Regions from separate parts of the Mus musculus genome. Here region 2 is linked to region 1. A link is a contact called in public Hi-C data. All regions are on one chromosome and are shown on one strand. The core of a region is the stretch at or near the end of the contact, and the rest is flanking DNA. Distances in the headings are between cores, read along the strand shown. Region 1 holds the start of H2-DMb2 (histocompatibility 2, class II, locus Mb2). Region 2 holds the start of Mdc1 (mediator of DNA damage checkpoint 1).

Region 1 (2,816 bases), core at 294-2,793:
TTTTGGCCTCATCAGACACTACATAGATGTGGTGCACACACAGACAAGCACGGATGAGAGTGCACACACGCTCATGCACACACACACACACACACACACACAGATAGAGACAGAGATAGAGAGACAGAAAGAGAAAGAGAGAGACAAGAGACAGAGACAGGGAGATAGGCAAAGAAATACAGACAGACAGAAACAGAGAAGCAGGAGAGAGAAATGTTTTTAAACTCTTGCAGTAAATGAACAATAACGGTCTATTTGCACAGACGCTGTGCCTTCTCCATTTTCCAAGCCAAGGGGCTCTAACTCAGCCAAGCTGGGCAGAAGTCGCGGTAATCCTGGGGCTTCCCTCTTGTGCTTGATGTGAGTGCTGGGAATTGAACCTGGGTCCTCAGCAGAGTCACCCAGTTCTCTTCATTGCTGAGCCACCTCCCCAAGGCTCTGACACTAAATCAGGCTGTTGCTTTCCACCTGCAGTGGTCTAAGGTCTTAAGGTAACAAATTTAAATAACTTAGTATACCCGGCTTTCCTAACAACAGCCAACCAAACAAAACTCAGAAAAGGCATTTTCAAGCTAATTCCACTCTTCTACCAAAATCATATGGTGTGATAGACTTCCACATCTGGCAGGGCATAGGTTTGGGACGAGCTTGAGGCTCATGTGCACAAGGCTGAAAACAATTAGCGCTTCTGTATGTGAGACTGGATGACAAGGGAGGACAACCCAAGATTCCTGTGTGGCATGCATGGCTGTCTACCCCAAAACAGACCTGCAGAGCACCTCACTATTGACAGGGACATAGAGTAATGTGGTTGGCATACTTGTGATCCCAGCACTGAGGCAGGAGGATTGCCATGAGTTTAAGGCAAGTCTGGCTATAGAGCGTGACTGTCTCCAATGAGAAAGAAACAGACAGACTACAGTCAGACAGATAGATAGACAGACAGACAAACAGACCAACAGGAGGAGGGAAGGGGACAGGAGAGAAAGAAACAGAGTCAAGAAGTAGTCAGTCTTGCTCTGTGCTGGAAATATTCTTGACTTTGATACCACAGAACACTTATGTCATGCCAGGCACCATGTTAGGAACCAGGACCCAGCAGTACCCAGTCCTAACCTACGTCCCCACAGGGACATCCTTCACACAGTCTATGAGAATGGCTCATTATTAAAATTGCTGTAAAATACAGTGCACAGGGCTGGAGGAATGCCATAGTCTGGAGACTGGCTACTCTGGGGCACTCAGACCTGTTAGCTAGCAAAAATGAACATGTTTTACCCAAACAGGAGCAGGAGAGAGAAGGTTCAGGAGGTTATCTTACCTGCCCCCATACAGTGCAGACTGAGGACCAGCAGCAGCAGCCAGAGTGCAGCCATGTTCCACTCTCTGAAGGTGCAGGAAGGCCAGGCCCCTGGGCACCTCCTGCAAGGGCCTCAGGTTCTCTCCTGCCCCAGCCTGGGCAAATGATCTTCACACACTGAGGTAAATATGGTACCTCTTGCTCAGGCCCCTTGCTCCTTGCTGCCTATGTGGCCCCGAGTCACTCAGCCCCTCCTTTGTACCCACTCACTCAACCAAATCTGGGGTCCTAAAGGGAGTGGTCAGATTAGCTGGGTAGTTAAGTCAGTCCAATCACTAAGTGACTTAGCCTAGCATCATCGGTTAATAGGTAAACCTCATTGTGCCCTGTGCTTTAAGAACAGGACCTTCTAGGTGGTTTCCTGAGGTCCCTGGGGGTGATCGCTGAAGCATTTCCAGGAAATACAACCCTGGCCTGCCCCTGGGTTGACTTTCTCATCTCACACACTTCCAAAAGAAAAAAGAAAAAGAAAAAACAAAAAAACAAAAAACTTCTAGACAACTTTCTTCCTCTCTGAAAGGGACGTTGCCTAGGAGATAGTACATACACCCCTGGTCTGTCCTGTCACTCAGGAGGACACAGGTGGCAGAGGCAAGACTGTAGGGAAGGAAGGAGGTACAGATAGTGTACACAGTTGCCTTGTGTCAGAGCAGGACTGGACGACAGAAAGCAATCCAACCTTAGAGAGCAGGGGCCAGCCTGGAAACCCCATTCCCTCCTGGGCTGCTTACCAAGCCTCCGTTCCTCCTAGGCTGTAGGAGCTGCTTTGGGAGCCAGGACGCCCTATCTTCCTGCACTCGCGCATCTCTGGGGCAGTTCTACTGAAGCTCTTGGTCAAAAGCTGACCTCAGGCCCAAGCTCAAGCGTCTTCCCCTCCAGAGTCTCTGCTTCCCTGAGTGTGCCCTGCCCCATGCTCCGCTCTGTTGAGCTGACCTCTGGATTAGGAAGATGCTATAGTAGAGATGTGGTGCCCCTACTATTCTCCTGGAAAGGACATTATCTACTGGTGACACTTGAGTGTGTTTGCACATGTGCACAGGTGTTCCTGTGTGTGGGTGCTTGTGTGTATACAGCATGCATGCACCTATGTGCAAATGTGTGCAGAGGCCACAGGAACACCTTCCACCTTATTGGTTGTTGTTTTTTGAGACAGGGTCTCTTGATGACCTGGAGCTGGCCAGGTAGGCTGGGCTAGCTAGCCGGAAGCCCGGGGACACACCTGCCTCTGCCTCTGCCTCTGCAGCAATGGAACCACAGCTGTGCACAGACATGTCAGGCTTTTTTGTGGCGTTTTGTTTTGTTTGTATTGTATGTTTTTGTTTTAATGTGGGTCCTGGGGATTGAACTCAGATACTCCCAATTGTGCAGCAAGCAGTTTACCAACCTAGCCATCTCCCCAATCTTAGTGCACTTTTCTTTTTGTGCTAAGAATTCAACCCAGAGCCTCATACACAAT
Region 2 (2,700 bases), core at 191-2,690, 1.7 Mb before region 1:
GATGGGTCAGATATTACACACACACAGGAAAACTAGTGATGATCAAACTTAGGGTCTTGTACATGTTCTAGTTTTTAAAAGCCCATCTACCACTCCCTAATTGATTTCATAATCCTCTATTGAGTATTGTGTTGTATCAGGCATAATAGCCAAACGAGACAGGGAAGTAATAACTCCAAAAATTGATTTGCTCAGAATAACACAGCATGTAAATAGAAATGAGTCACAAAGCCCCCAGTTTATACACTCTCATCAGCATACTTCAGCTTGAAGTGCAAAGAACCAGAGAAGCTAACATATAAAGAGGGGTTTATATGTTAAACAGTTTTAACACATTAGGTTGACTGATTCATTTGTTCTTGAGAAGAACCCTGTAAAAGTATGGTTGTTCTTTTTTTTTTTTTTTTCCCAGATGAGAAACGTCAACATAGATGGGTTAAGGACCGTCTCTAAATCACTCCTAGCGTTTTCTCGTGGCTGCTAAGTTCACAGAATTAAAGTAGCTCCTTGGCAAGACCCTTTCTGTCTTTGTTTGCTTGTTTTCGAGACAGGGTTTCTCTGTGTAGCCCTGGTTGTCCTGGAACTCACTCTGTAGACCACCAGGCTGGCCTCCAACTCAGAAATCTGCCTGCCTCTGCATCCCCAGAGCTGGGATTAAAGGCGTGCCCCACCACGCCCGCCCGGCCCCCTTTCTGTCTTTGACATCTCTTTCCAGATCAGTACGGGTGGAACTGTATCTACATCCCCACCTCCCCTACTCGGGTCCGTCCTATTTACTCTGCAGGAATTATGCACACCTGGTACCGGTCAGTATTTGGGCATGCATCCTCAAAATGAATCCTGCTCTCATGGTAACTACATAGCCGGCGTTACTAACAGACAAACTAGAGACAGAAATTCAAAACTGCATGGGTGGATTTTACCTATAAAGATGTCACACACGGGGAAAACGCTGAAAGGAAAAGTAGTGTACCCCAAGAAGTAAACTCCGTCCTGCCAACCCAGCAGACGCCTACGACCCTTTGCTCCAAGTGAAGGGCAACCATCTTTGGTACCTACGCTGGAGTTCGTTCCCTCGTGGCCTAAGGTTTCCGTGTCACCAAACCTACACCCGGGCCAGGGCGCCAAGCAAGGATTAGCATAAAAAAACCTAAAACCGCAACCCAAATTACCTCAGCCCAGTGACACCTAGGGCACGCCCCTCCCGCCCTCAGGAGGAATCAAAGATGGTAACCCGGGCGCGGGCTGCCGAACTCACCGACTGAATCCGCGCGCGCGCGCCACCAGTAACGGCCGCTACCAGGTGGCGGGAGTGCGAATCCCGGAAGAGAGTCGGTGGGCTGATTGGCTCCTGGAACTGTCTTTTACTGCTGGAAGCGCGCCGATTGATTCAAGTCGGAAGCCCCGCCCCTGCCTCACCTCCTCACAGCTCAAATGTGCGGCTACCGGCGGGAAACAGGCTGAAGAAAACGCTAATCAGGAGGGTGTGGCCTGAGAATCCCGCACCGTGATTGGGTAGTGCCCTAGGCCAACCCTCCGTCGCTACGTCATCCACGGACTACTTCCCGCGCAGATTTCCAAACGCCTACCAGAGAGTCTGGCGCCAGTTACCGGCGGCGGCTAGAAGGGCTCTATCATAGAAGTCATTCCAAGGCCAGAGCGCCCTTCTCGGTCATCCCAGAAATGGCGCCAGCTGACTCACGAGAAATGGGGGGTTGCAGGCAGCAGTCGTGGCTGGAGGCTGCAGATTGGAAAACACCCTGTAGGCGTGGCACTTTAGAACTCCCTATTGCAGAGGGATTTTATTTCCGTTTGATTTGGACTGTTTACTTGCTTTTCTTCCACATCTATGTATGTACGTATTAATGTATAAAATGACGGACTTTTTTTTTTTTTTTTTTTTTTTGGTTTTTCGAGACAGGGTTTCTCTGTATAGCCCTGGCTGTCCTGGAACTCACTTTGTAGACCAGGCTGGCCTCGAACTCAGAAATCCGCCTGCCACTGCCTCCCGAGTGCTGGAATTAAAGGCGTGTGCCACCACGCCTGGCCAATGACGGACATTTTGAGGTCATCTTCCTAAATGGAAGATCCTAAATACAGCAAGCTGTTTTGCTAAAACCTCAAAGTCTGTCGTCGTCTTTCAAAAGAGGAGAAAAGTATAATAAAATAATTTATTTCATTATAATAAAACATGAAGGTATTCCAGGAAAGTGGCTTGTATAGTTCTTTCCCGTTGGTTTTTTCAATATGTCCATAATAAATCGCCAGACGTTTGAAGCTTTAAGTTGGATGACTTATCCGTGTTCCTAAAGTAAATGAGACAAATTCAAGTAGCACGAAATAATCAATAATCGCTTTCATTGTTGGCATAACCAAAATTGAAATATTTTTAATGAATAAAGGAGTATTGATGTAACTTAAATGTTCTTTGTTGTTGTTGTTGTTGTTTTGGTTTTTTGTTTTTCGAGACAGGGTTTCTCTGTGTAGCCCTGGCTGTCCTGGAACTCACTATGTAGACCAGGCTGGCCTCGAACTCAGAAATCTGCCTGCCTCTGCCTCCCAAGTGCTGGGATTAAAGGTGTACACCACCACTACCCGGTTAAATGTTCTTTTATTTAAAAGATGACTTGAGCTGTATGTTGATTGCATGTCTTTGATTCATTTTCTTTAAGCCAAAGAAGGGTCTCACTATGTGCCTCC

What was found. Hi-C and Micro-C count contacts between places; a contact is called where the count stands out from the background.
Region 2: a Hi-C map of B cells shows a contact between it and region 1, with 5 read pairs. The contact joins the promoter of Mdc1 here to the promoter of H2-DMb2 in region 1. A contact is called at or near these places in 3 of 39 promoter capture datasets (cranial neural crest, embryonic stem cells and hippocampal neurons), 1 of 484 Hi-C or Micro-C datasets (B cells) and 1 of 115 datasets of contacts at active chromatin or transcription factors (pancreatic cancer cells).

What each region holds. Positions count from the first base shown.
Region 1 is chr17:34,143,976-34,146,791 of GRCm38.p6, reverse strand. H2-DMb2 (histocompatibility 2, class II, locus Mb2) reads right to left here and starts at 1,543. Exons shown (of 6, transcript NM_010388.5): 1 at 1,322-1,543. The coding sequence starts at 1,376.
Region 2 is chr17:35,840,238-35,842,937 of GRCm38.p6, reverse strand. Mdc1 (mediator of DNA damage checkpoint 1) reads right to left here and starts at 1,440. Exons shown (of 16, transcript NM_001010833.2): 1 at 1,259-1,440.